Linked DNA regions of Rattus norvegicus: region 1 is linked to region 2. A link is a contact called in public Hi-C data. All regions are on one chromosome and are shown on one strand. The core of a region is the stretch at or near the end of the contact, and the rest is flanking DNA. Distances in the headings are between cores, read along the strand shown. Region 1 holds the start of Ppif (peptidylprolyl isomerase F). Region 2 overlaps Zmiz1 (zinc finger, MIZ-type containing 1).

Region 1 (6,904 bases), core at 1,412-3,911, 160 kb before region 2:
TCCAGAGGCCACCATGGCAAGCCATAAAGAGCTCTCCCAATTTGCAAGTCCCTTCCTGAATCCAGTTACTCTCAGTTCCCTACCTCACCCACCAACTCCAGGTGGAGCTGGGAGCCTCTGTAGCAGGAAGGTTATAGGGCTTGACTGGGTTTAGCCATAGCGACAGCCCTGCCTGCCGCCCTGCCTCTCCTTCACTTTGTCACACCCAATGGGTAACCAAGCATTACAGAGTGACAGTAGGCACAGTCCCAACCCACTGCTGCTTGGTTACAGTGGAGAGAAGAGCATAGGCAGAAAGGACTCCAGAGAGGCCATGACATCTATGCTTGCCTCCTGGTCTCCACACATCAGCCTCCGACCTTGAGTCTGCCCGTGAGGTTTTTGTTGTCAACACCTAGCCTGAAACCTGATGCAGCATGTTTGTAAAAAAACTGGAAGAAACTAAAGAATGTGTTCACTTAGCCAAGAAAAGGCCCTTCGCTGGCAAGGCCCCTCCAGGTTCTAGCATATGTAAGACAGACTTAGCCATCTTATCCCCACCCCCTCTTCTCCCAGGCCCAGTGCTCAAGGGCACAGGGAATACCAAGATTAGAGGCGGTCTAACTCTGATAGCCCTTCAAAGCCTCAGGGTCAACCCCCACCAGCAGCCCTCCACTGTGTCCCCTCCATGCCCCAGGGCCCAGCTTGCTTGTCAGTGATCCCGATCAGTCACAGCAGAGGCTGTGCTCCTGTTACCTGGCACATGAAGGCTGGGATGACCCTGTGGAAGGTGGAGCCTTTGTAGCCAAAGCCCTTCTCACCAGTGCACAGGGCTCTGAAGTTCTCTGAAGAGAGAGAGAGAGGAGGGGGGAGGAGGGAGGGAGACAGGCGGGTTAAGAGCAGGCCAGCCTTCCCTGCCAATCCCCCAGGTTCGGTGTGTGTGGAAAGACCCTGCCCCTCCTCTGGACTCAACTCCTGATCACATAATTTCCTGCCTTGAGCCAGTAGCAAGTGCTGTGGCTTGAATCCAAGCGCTAAGCTGTGCCAGTCAGGGTAACAGGGTGAGGAGCCCAAAGACTATACCCTGCCCTGTGCTGCCATGCAGAAATGGGGGGGAGCTTACATGGGGCTTCCCCTGGTTATGGGCTGTCTAGCTACTCTTGGTCTGGTTAGCAGAGCTGACAACGAGGTCCAGAGAAGGACAAAAGGCTGCCTTAGGGGTACCTATCAGCTATGCCTAAGTTGAGATACCCACACGTCACAGTCTGTTCTAATTCAACCCCGAAGCCTACCAGCCTTGGCTGGCTCACATCTGGGCCTTACCTGCTGTCTTTGGCACGACATCTGCCTTTAACTACAGGGAAGAAAAAGAACAGAAAAGGACGGTCAGTCGAGAAGCAGGTGCAGGGCAGAGCCCCCTCGAGGTTCACACCCAGAGGCCAGGGCATCAGGACCATTCCTCTCCATGCCCACTGACTCTCCTAGGAACAGCCAAGAAAGCTATCATCCCTGGCAGCTGCTTCCTGAACCCAACCAAGGCTTGCCTGAGACGGCCTCAGTTTCTTATCAGAAGAAACTACTGTCATCCTGGCCCACTTCCGGGACAGAATTGTCAACTGGAGGTCCTCAGCAGGAGTCCCTGGACCAAGAGTATCATCAGGACCAGCTGATGTTCCTCAGTGCAGGGGGAAACTGAGGTCCCCAGAAGGAAGGAGCAGACAGTTGAGGAATGACAGACAGGCCTCATCCAAGCCTGACTCTTGGCTTCTTTTAAGAATCCCTCTTCACCAAATGGGGTTGGGGAGATGCTCCTCATTCTCCAAAAGATGAAACTGAGGCATAATAATAAATATTGGCCACACACACCCCCTTCGCAAATCGGGCAGCCAACACTAACTGGTACCTTTGTTCAAGCCAAAAGGCTCCTAGAGCCTCCTCCTGATATTTTGACTGTTTCCTAATTTTCTCTTCAAGGGTCGAACAGGAGCCATTGTTGAACGTGGACCTCAAAGAGTGGAGAAGCTTGGGCTCCCAATTCAGAACCTTCTCATTCATTCCATGTGCCTCCTCTTAGGTAATCAGGCCTTGGGGGCGGATCCCGAGTGTGCTCAGGCCAACAAATGAGCACCAGGCAACACCTGGACCTCAGACACCCACCTGAGCTCTGGGTCCAACCTTGGACGCAGACGGTTCTAGGAAGCCCAACGTCAGTCCTGGCCGGTCAGTGGGCTGTCACTCAGTACGATCTGACCTTGACCTTTTCCTCCACACTAGCCCTCCCTCTCTCTTCCATATCACCCTCCCCCCCCCCCCCATCCTCCAGGGTTTTGAAATGCCCGGAAACGGACCAAGTTGATGCCGCTTCTTCTGAGAGAGGGAAACTGAGGCCCAAGGTCATCCGGTGTGCCAGGCACAGTACGGGGCCCGGGAAGTCCAGGTTTTCCCTACGGCCAAGTCTCACCTCCAGCACCACGCGGCCGAGCGGCTGTCCGTCGGCGCCCACGTCCAAGTACACGAGCGGGTTTTGGGAGGAAGAGTTCGCGCCTCGGGCTCCGCCGTCGCTGCAGGTACGGGTCGTGGAGAGGAGGAGCGGCGCGGAGCGCGGGCCGGAGAGCAGACCGAGCAGGCGGGGACCGCAGCGCAGAGCTAGCATCGCTGTCACGGGTCGGGCGAGGGCGCGCGGAAGAACTCAGAGCAGACACAACAGAGGTCGTACGACCCAGGAAGCGATACCTAGGCCGCGTGCCATCGCCTTTATTGGTCCTCTGGCTTCGAGACCACGCCCCTACACGCCTCCGTCACGCCCCCTCAGAACTGGTTCTCTAGTGTCCCCTGCTGGTTGCATCTGGCAGCGCAATCAGTTCGTGCTTTGTGCCCCATCCCGTAGCCCCACGCGCGGAACCGGAAGTCATTTGAAAGAGCCTCTAGACCAAGAGAGACACTGATCCTGAGAGTCAGAAAGACGTGGGAGGCTCTGAGGTGGATCAGAAAGGGAGAGATAACAGAAAGAACAGAGAAGTAAAAAAGATACGACACCCACAAGGTGACCGACCTCAGGCCTCCTGCTCCAGGGCTGAATGTCTCGTTTTGCCTCTAGAGATCAGTGCCTTGGCTAGAGGACTGAAAATACAGTTTGCCCAATCAATAGTGCATCTCCCAGGCCTCAGTCCCAGGGTGACCTCTCCTCTCCAGCCCACACTGACAACCCTTGTTTGTCCCTATCACTTCCAGCCAGGCCAGGAAGATACTGGGCTAGATTTACACCCACTAGAACTCACCTGGAATACACCTCCTTACTGACTGCATGCACCTGCAAATAACTTCTTAAGCAACCATTCTGAACGGATGCCGGGAAGTTGACAGTGTGTGATACAAAAGGAAAGGAGCCTGCAGCAGAGCCACAGCCAGGGATTTAAGCCCTTGTGTTCGGGGCACAGCAGCAGCCTGGGAAGCGAATGAATGCCAGCAAGTGGGGGCATGTGAGCCAAACCCGATACTCAGTTAGGAAACTGAGGCTCAGAAAGAGAAGAAAGCTCTGACCAGGGCTAGAAAACCCTGATTGGGCCAGTCCTTCTGCAACCAAGGAAGTTATGAGAAACTTATCTTGCTTTTAACTCATACCTATTCAGGGGATAAATAAACTTGAGAGAGAGAGAGAGAGAGAGAGAGAGAGAGAGAGAGAGAGAGAGAGAGAGAGAGAGAGATTTGTTAACTGTTAAACACTGCTCTGTGGACAACAGTGACGGGCATAGCCTAGACTGCATACTCAGGGTATGGATTCAGAGCATAGGGGGGACTCTCCACTGCAAGATCTCAAAGTCCTGAGAGACTGGAGAAGGGGAGGAGCTGAGAGACTGAGGAGCAGGGGAGCCACAGATGGTACAGTGTTCCCTCCTCTACCTGACTTCCTTCATGTTCTATCTTCCAGCTCGTTAGCGAACACATTTCACTCCCCTTTGTGTGAACCAAAGACAAATTCTGTCTTTACCACAGGCTGGATTCTGGTGTCTGTCTGTCCTTCCTGTCCTGCCCTCAGTGGTCTCTGTATGCAGCTAAGCATATGCCCAGCCCTGAAGACACTGGGCCCCGCTGAGATACATACTCTGCTAGCTCCCCAGCAGCTGATAGACTGGGTCATCTTCAGGGGTTTCTCCCCAAACTGCCCAGGGGCTTCTTATTCATGAGTACTGACAGTTGATGTTCCCTGGGACCCTGTGACAACATGCTTGGAATTCATAGAGCCAAGAAGCAGTCAGGAGAGATTGGGATCACACTTGGGTTCTGGAGTTGCAAACTCAGGTGCCCGTAGGTGCCAGGAGTAATCTGGGCTGGCAAAGGCCAGAAGTGGGTAAAAGATAAATGCTATCTGAGTGGCTGGGGCATGCTCCCACTCTCGAGGCTCCATAGGTGGGAACCTGGGAGCAGCTAGCTAGGCCGTCACATCATCACATAGGAGCAGAACACTTGAAGTTTCCAACAACTTAAAAATTGTGTGTCTCTGTGAGGGTACGCACACATGAGTGCAGGTGCCCACAGTGGCCAGAAAAGGACATCAGATCCCCTGAACAACTGTAAGCTACCTAATTTGGGTGCTGGAAACTGAACTTGGATCCTCTAGAAGAACAGCAAATGCTCTTAATGATTGAGCCATCTCTCCAGAACCCCTCTTAGAGATCAGAGTTTCATGTAGTCCAGGCTAACGTCAAGCTTGCTGTTTAACCAGTGATGACCTTGAATTCCTGACTCTCCTGTCTCCCTGATCAATGTTGGGATTATAAATGTGCACCACCATACCTGGTTTAAATGGCGTTGGGGGTCAAACCAATGGCTTCATGAACGGTACGCCAACACTTTACCAACTGAGCCACATCACCATGGTCAAAATCTAACTTCTAAGAATGTTGGAAACTATTTCCTCTCTCTTTTTCTTTTCTTTTCTTTTCTTCTCTTTTCTTTTCTTTTCTTTTTCTTTGGTTGTTTGAGACAGGGTCTTGCTGTATAGCTCTAAATGCCTGTAATTCACTAAGTATATCTAGTTGGCCTTGAACATACATCAATTTTCCTGTTTGTGCCTCCCAAGTACAAGGATTCAGGCATTTGCTTAGGAATTAATTTTACTATAAGATTTAATAAGAAATGAGCCATGGAAAACATATCCACCACATATCCACACATATCTGCCACATATCCATATATCTATCACATATCCACATATCCACTACATATCCACATATCCACCATAGATCCATCACATATCCAACATATATCCACCACATATCCACACATATCTGCCACATATCCATATATCTACCACATATCTGCCACATATCCACATATCCACCACATATCTATCACATACCACCACATATCCATCACATATCCACCACATATCCACATATCCATCACATATCCACACATATCCACCACATATCCACCACATATCCACACATATCTACCACATATCTATATATCCATCACATATCCACACATATCCACCACATATCCATATATTCATTACATATCCACCACATATTCACATATCCATCACATATCCACCACATATCTGCCACATATCCATCACATATCCACCACATATCTGCCATATATCCATCACATATCACCACATATCCACCACATATCCACACATATCCATCACATATCCACCACATATCCACATATCCACCACATATCCACAAGGCAGGTGCTGGGCAGTGTGATGCATGAGGGCGTGGGAGGCAGAGGTGAGTACTGTGGCTATCATATAAGCTGGGATTGTCTAGAGAGGCTGTGCAGGAAGCACTGGACTGACAGTGGGTGCCATAAATGGGCACAGGGTGTGGCTTCATCCTAAAGGTTGTGTAAGTCCACAAAGGTGTTTTGTTTGTTTTGGCTTCTTTGAGCCTCGGTTTCTGCACCTGTGCAGAGGAGTTGGTTATACCTAGTTCAGAGGATTGCTCATGTTACGTAGAATGGAAGTTGAATAGAACAGGGGCTCAGTGAAGATATGAGTATGAAGTGAATGAATGAATGAGTGAGTGAGTGAATGAATGAATGAATGAGTGAATGAGTGAATGAATGAGTGAATGAGTGAATGAATGAGTGAGTGAATGAATGAGTGAGTGAATGAATGAATGAGTGAATGAGTGAGTGAGTGAATGAATGAGTGAATGAATGGTTGAGTGAATGAATGAATGAATGAGTGAATGAGTGAATGAATGAATGAATGAGTGAATGAATGAATGAATGAGTGAATGAATGAGTGAGTGAGTGAATGAATGAGTGAATGAATGGATGCCTTCCTGTCCAGGCCAGTGGAAGAATCCAGGGGTCAGGGTGTGGGTAGGAGTTTTGTTGTTGCTGTGGTTTTTGCTTTTTGAGAAAGTCTTATCACATTACGTCACCCACTCCAGCCTCAAACGTGTGATCCTCCTGTCCCTTGAGCACCAGAACCACAGGGTGTTCCACCATGTCTGGAGAGAAGGCTGGATCTGAAAGCATACATTGTACTTTAGTTGGGGTTCTTCATGGTTTTATGATAAGATTGTTGCTCCTTTCAGCCATGGCTCCCTTAGGGGATCCCAATTCCAGCCCAGCCCACCCTGCACATCGAAGATTAAAGCTCTACACATGCACATGTAGAGCTCAGCCTTCCTCACCCACACAGTCTAAGGTCCGCTGGCCTGGGCTGCTCAATTCATGGAGGATACAGTGTGGGAGCTCTAAGTTGTGGTGGGAGGAGCTACGCAGGAGCCAGCATTGGTTCAGCTACACACAACCCTTTCCATTGTATAGAAGAAAGCTGTACTAAAAAAAGTTCTTCCCACCTCCAACCCCATGGAGGCAGACAGTCTGTAAACTGCTCCAGAGAATCTCTGGGAGCTATACACATGTCTCTGTGAGGATGGGCCAATCTAATTACCTGATT
Region 2 (6,731 bases), core at 1,319-3,818:
AGAGGTAGGGAGCAGCTGAGGAGCCAGAGAGCCAATCTTGACTCATGAATAAGCAGCTGGTCCTTCCATCTGGAGCCATCGATGGATTAAGACCTGGATGAGCTGGCTTCAAACCCATGACTGGTACAGAAAGTTCAAGCAGCTTCAGCACTGGGGACTGTGTGTTCTCCACGACTTCCACCTCCACCCCAAAGCAATCACATTCCCTACTCAGCAGGCATCCCTTGAGGACGCTGGCCACATGTGCCTGGAGGTAGTGTCTGGAGCCCAGGCGTATAAACTCCAGACAAAGGAAAGCCCTGATCTTGTTAAGGTTCTAATGTCCTCCAGGCCTGGATAGAATCCTGCCTCTCTTGTGGCCTCAGTCTATATGGCCCTGAGCCTCAGTTTCCTCAATGGTGTGGCAAGGAGAGGGAAGGTATTATTGGGGATCCAGCCTTTTCTCCATGGGTGGCCAGTGAGACTGTCGGAGGCAACTGAAAGACTAAAGAAGAAAGGGTCATTGCACTTCACCAACTCAGCTTTCCCCGCCCACACCTCATTCGGTCAGTGCTGGCGTTCGTGTCCAGCATTTACCTCTCACCTTTTCCTAACCTGGTACGGTTGCCTCCCATTCCCTGAAACTTCCAGGTGGACAGCTGCTGGGGAGGAGGAGGATGTTTACTCAGTGCCCAGTTGGCTGGACAAACTAGGAGAAGAACACTGAGCAGGGTGCTGGGCAGAGAAGGGCATCCCCAACCTGCTTTACTGTGAATGGCCAGAAACTAGTTAGGCCTGCCTTCCTGGGTGCCCTAGGCTTAGCCCTGGAGGGTGCCAGAGTGTTCTAGCCTCTGCATCTTCCTGCACCATGAATGTGATATCAGCTCCTCCATCCCTCAGCCGGGGCACACCCAGTACAGGTTGGCCTTCCTGTCCTGGAGGTTCCTGTGATCCCTAGAAGTGAGCCTGCCAAGCCTTCTTGCAGGCGTAAGGCGCTCTTCTCTGCAGAAGCTGGGACCCCGTTCTTTTGGGAGAGGCTGTCATCCCAGCAATTTGACACAGCCAAGCAGTGTCAGGGTGAGGAGTGACACCCTCATCTGCCCATCCATTCTTAGGACTGACAGAACACACATTCTGAGGGCCTGGAAGGCACAAGGATATCGCTTGAGGTAAGTAGTCTCTTCACGTTGCTCTAGCACTTAATACAAGGCTTTTGCAGACAACCCAATATTACGGTGTGAATGTGTCCCCACAGTCTATGTGTTCATGGCTTGGAGGTGGGGCCCTCACGATGGCATTAGTGGTGTCACAGAAGAGCTCAGCTTTGCTATGCAGCACCCTCTACTTCACTGGGACGCTCTCAGCTAACAGTATACATTAGGACTCCCCAGTCTCCAGAAATGTGGGCCAAATAAACTCCTATTCCTTCTAAACTATCCAGTCTCAAGGAGTTCGCCATCGCAACAGAGACAGGGCAAGGCAAGGACTTAGTTGGACGCAAAGAAGCAGTGATAGCTACAGTGTTACGGGCTATGTGTGGATTAAAGGAAGTCAGCTGACACATGGTGCTTACTGCCCACACCCAGGCCTGGGCTAAAGATACGGTTTATACATATGAGCCCACTGTGAACACACTCACCACCACCCCCCCCCCCACACACAAAGCAATTCTATGAGATGGGCATTGTCATTCTCATTGCACAAATGAGGAAAAATGGGCTCAGATACTAGAGGCCACTTGCTTAGGGTAAGAAAGGAGCCATACTGGACTCAGTACTAGCTTTAGGCTCTGTGAACTGAGTCTACTGGACTGTCAACTCAAGGGTTCTTGGGGAGAGTAAAGAGGAAAGCCACCAGAGGCTACCCAAACCAGAAGTGCTACAAGTTACACCCAAGGACCTGCCTTCACTGGTCTGAGGCCATCATCACTCAAAACTGTCTCTGGAGTCTTCCCCGAGGCCAGGGCTGAGAGCTCTCAAGTGTCCATGGTCACTCAATTCCACTGTGAATAGAGCTCAGGGATCAAGGGCACCACACCAGGTTGGGAAATCAGGGGGCCTGGAGCCAAGCCTCCAGATTCCCCGACCTGGGTTGTTTTGAGCTTTTGGGCACAGCCTTGTCCTATCCAGAGAAGCAGCCCACATACGTGGGTGAGAAAAGGCAGCCAGCAGGAGAAGCCAGCCCAGCATGCAGTCTGATGACACACAAGCCCAGCCATATTGACTCATAACCATGCATCCTGTGACTCCACCCACTACCAGTACTTTTGGGTTGTAACCAAAACTCGGTGCAGCAGCCAGAGTGCCTCCCACAAAGAGCAGAGAGCCGTGTGTGTGTGTGTGTGTGTGTGTGTGTGTGTGTGTGTGTGTGTAACAATGGGCTCCACCTAGGCGTGGGTGGGGCAGGGAGACACCCAAAGGAAGAGGTGAGGGGCATAGTGTTAGCCTGGGACAGCTACACCAGTCCACAGAAGAGACCGAGGCTGGCCTGGCCCTCTATTTCTGGCATCCACTCAGGTTAGCTTTGTCTCCTCGTGACTCAGGGGCCCTACGTTCAGTGCACATGCAGGCTTTTCACTGCCAATCTCTCTTCCCAAGAACTCATGACTCCTCAGTCTAAGAATGTCAGGGGCTCTGTATAGTCTTCCCTCTCCACGGCTGTTCCTGGGAAAGCTCTGGTCCCCTTGGTCAGACTTGCAGGGATCACCCAGCAAAACCAAGCAAGGACAAAGGTTCCGTAAGGCCAGGTTGGCAAAGTGGCTCCTAAGGCTGAGGGGCTTCTGTGTTAGGGACTTCCCCTCTGTTCATTAACTGCTACATGAGTTCAAGGTGCACCACCCCCTCTCCCCAACCTCCCTTATCCCTTCCAAGTCTTAACCATTTTCCTTGGAGTCCTGACCTTGGGACCAGACACCCATATACACATTGAACTTGCCTGGTGGCCACCCAGCTTGAGGTGTTTTAGGTATCTGACAGGAGGGAGGAGAATGGGTTAGAGGACCTTCTTGAGGTACACACACACAGACACACACACTTACGCATGCCTACACGTACACACCTATACACATACACACACTTTCTCTATCTCACACACACTCACACTTTCAGAGCCACTGACCTGACACCACCTGCCTGTGAAAGGCAGAGCTCAGACACGGTCCACCTGCTTGTCTGGGAGATGGAAAACGGCCCCTCCTCATGCTCAGGGATGTGTGAGGGGCTTGTGAGTGGTCACCCAAGTCCAGCTGTTCTCACCAGTCATTAGCTTACCCTCTGCCAAGGGTTTTATTTCACTGACTGCTTACTCTAGGCAGAATGTCTACTCCTCCCTGGCTCTTTACAGATGATGCCCAGAATGGACAAGTGACTTCCCTGGGGGGGACCACCAAACCAGGGTACATCCTGGACAAAGAATCTGGAATCTGGGTCTCTGGCTTACAGGCCTGCCCTGAGGTTTCTCCTGTGGGCCTGAAGGTCAGTGGTTGTCTGAAGGAGCCCAGTCATGCACATGTAGGGTGAGATCTTGGCACAGGGAGAGAGCCTCTACCCATGGGACAGCATGGGAGGAGTGAGAGCAGGTCAGGGTTGGGGCATGCCTTCCTTTCTCAAGAGGGTAGGATTCTTGGTGGTGGCTCCCACGGGAATAGGAGATGCTTCAGTCGGGAAGCCTGGGTGGGCCAAGGTAGTGGTTGGGTAGGGTTTCCTGTGGGGGTGACCTGTGTGCCTGTGGCCCTGGGGACAGGACATGCTTCATTGTACTTCGTCTCTGGGCTAGACCCATCCTCCCACTTCCCCTGGCTTCCTGTCCCATCAATTCCACCGGGCCCAGGGGAGAGGGAGGGCCTCAGAGGCTGCTTCAGAAAGCCGATGCTTTCTAGAGGGAGGATGGACTAGGACGCCTGGTAGGCTCGGCCACCATGGCCTCCAACCTCTGAGACTCTGAGCATTTGGTCTTGGCTGACAGGGCCTTTAGGAACTGGCTTTGCCACGCGCTGACAGGTCAGACCCCCTGAGTGGTACAGGGGAAAAGGCCCATGGAGTCACACAAGCACGCTCTTGACTTTACCAGTGTAGGTGACTCCAGCCAATTCTCTATGGCTCACAGGAGCTGGGGATAAACCTACCCAGGCTGGGGGTACAGTAAAAGGGAAGTTAATGGCCTGCTCTGGGAGCTTGGGGGATATAAACACATATCCTAGGTCCCCCTGGCTCCTCATTGCTCCCCCAGCCAATGCTAGACTCCTAGCCAGCCTCTAGGCCTACAGCCCTCTTCTGTTCTCCTGTTTGTACGAGGTAGCCCAAGTAATTCCCAAACAAGAGTTAGCCCCAGCTGGCCTCCTGGTTCTGGAAATCCTGATGGGGGGAAAGTGCATCTGCTGAGTTTCGGCAGAACTGATATGAACCACACACTGGCTGCCACTTGTGGACAAGAGGCCGGATCTAGACAATTGGGACTTCTGAGGCAGGAAGCTTGGGAGGGGCTGAGAGTTGCTGAAGGCCAATGGTCTGTGGCCTCAGACAAGTGGGGTGGAGGATAGAGGTCAGACTTCAGCCTGGCAGGTGGCCAGCACACTAGAGCTACCAGATGACTGTGGGCAGTGGAAGCCCAGACAGCAATGTCGACTCTAGCCTTGTTACCCTGTGCCCGCCCTGTTCAGCACCCATATTCACATGTGACCAGTAAAATGGCAGCTCCCAGCTACACTCCTCTAGATTTTCTCTGCAGAGGCTCCCATTTAACTTCTTTGTGCTGAACATTGTACCCCTAAATGTTATCAGGGCTAAGTCTGGCGATGATGCCCTGCACACTCTGAGGTGGCCCTTGGGACCTCCTCATCTTGATACCCAGTGCTGAGTGTCCGTCTCCCTCCTAGAGCCCAGGTGCTGTATATCAGTTCCTACACACAGCTGCTGCTTCTAATGTGCCTTGCCTCCTGGAACCCTTTGGCCTGTCTGGGAAGCTGCCACTGATTTGGCCATTAATACCTTTAGGGCTGGATTTCCTGGAACACGGGGCTGGCAAGGACACATGCCAAGAAATGTTTGTCAAAGAAAGGAGAGAGGGAAGAGTCAGCCAAGAAGGGGATATAGGCAAGAACACAGGTAGCTCACCAAATAGGACGGACGGACTGACTGACTGACTGACTGACTCACTCACTCACTCATGTTGTTCTGGGCCTGGGAGAATGCATGGTTCCTAGAAAGACGGGTGAACGTGGCAAAGACCAAGTGAGGCCCATTTCAGGGCTGTCTTGTCCCGCCTGGAGGGTTCATAGAAGAACCCAGATGTTCAGAGGTCATCTTGGCCTGCATTATCTGTCAGCTGCAGGTAGTTGCTCTGGCTTTACCTCCCTGGAGGAAAGGGCTCCTCCTCATCTGGAAACACCGGTTCAGCCCTTGGTCCTCGAGGAATACAAGCGTCTTACCTCCCTTACTCAGCTCTGACTGGGGCTTCAACATCCTGAGCAATGGGAGGTCAGACAGGGCAATTCATGACAAGGTCATAGGGGTCCTTACTGTGGACAGGGATCTCAAGCCTCCAACAGAAAGGTAACATGTCAGATATAGGGTTCCCCAGATGTTCTAGAGAAACTCTTTGCCTTCGCACAGGTCAGGACTTGACACACAGTAGGGACTTAACACACGTTCAGTGGCATTCTGGGTATGTGTCAGGTCACAACAGTTGGAGGCAGCTTTCATATACCAACCCCCATCTCTGGCTAGGATGTTGCCTTTTGGATCTCGGCCTTGCCAGAGCTGCCAGCCTCTTTGTGCCGGGGTTGGGAGGATTTCTGTGGTCAGATGGTACAAGAGCAGGCTTGAGAGTCTGCTGGAGAGGATATATCCAGGGCTGGGTGCAACCCAGGAGCACTAACCCCTGGCCGGTGGCCCTCCACTGTACTACAGCTCCCGTCCTCTGTCCTTCTCTGCATGGCGGTCTCCTTGCTTCAGCTGGCCCAAACTGCTTACTTTGATAAGCATGGGGAAAAGCAGAAGCATGATGGTCAAGGTTCCCTTGGCCTCACATGCATGTAGGCATCCACAACCACACAGTGGGCCAGTGGCAACAAGAACCAGAGGGGCAGGGTGGGCCAGCTTGGGTTTCCGAAGGATGGGTGACCAGTGGCCTTTGCTCACTTTGCTCTCTGCAAACGTTTGTTTTCTGCTTCTTGGCCATGCTGGATGGGAAGCCAGGACTTGTGGTACACAGAGGACAGGATGAGGAGGGGAACATGCCCACCCAGGCTTCTGCCTACTGTTTTCCTTCCTCCCTCTGCCCGCCACAGGTGGAAACATGCCAGGTAGCCCTCTCTGGCTTCCAGCAACCCTCAAATAACAAAGAATCCCAGAGGCAGGGCTGAGAATGGACTCAAGGTCCAGAAAGGAGGCCTTAGGGACTTGGTAGTTCGAATGTTAGTTTCAGAGCTGGACTCCATGGTAGGACTCTGGGGTGTTATAGCTTGCCACCTAGCAGGTACACCTCTGGCTTTGTGCTTTACTTGCCAAAGTTCCATGGGACAAAGTCTCAAGAGTCTCTCTCCCTCCTGCCCCCTCTCTCTTGTGTATATGTGTGAGTGAGTGAGTGAGTGAGTGTGTGTGTGTGTGTGTGTGTGTGTGAGAGAGAGAGAGAGAGTGTGTGTGTGTGTGTGTGTGTGTGAGAGAGAGTATGTGTGTGTGTATTTGTGTATGAATATGTGAGTGTGTGTGTGTGTGTGTGTGTGTGTGTGTGTGTGTGTGTTGTGTATAGCATCT

The links. Hi-C and Micro-C count contacts between places; a contact is called where the count stands out from the background.
Region 1: a Hi-C map of psoas muscle shows a contact between it and region 2, with 1.9 times the contacts expected there. The contact joins the promoter of Ppif here to the enhancer-like site in region 2.

The regions. Positions count from the first base shown.
Region 1 is chr16:1,259,758-1,266,661 of GRCr8, reverse strand. It overlaps Ppif (peptidylprolyl isomerase F), which reads right to left and starts at 2,661. Exons shown (of 6, transcript NM_172243.2): 1 at 2,441-2,661; 2 at 1,303-1,333; 3 at 736-824. The coding sequence starts at 2,632.
Region 2 is chr16:1,097,213-1,103,943 of GRCr8, reverse strand. The region is part of intron 2 of Zmiz1 (zinc finger, MIZ-type containing 1); the gene reads right to left. Among named protein-coding and RNA genes, the nearest start is that of Mir3075, 7.3 kb to the left of the region's middle. Within about 2 kb of position 2,568, at least 28 of the 93 cell types and tissues checked have an H3K27ac peak or open chromatin away from gene starts, as enhancers often do.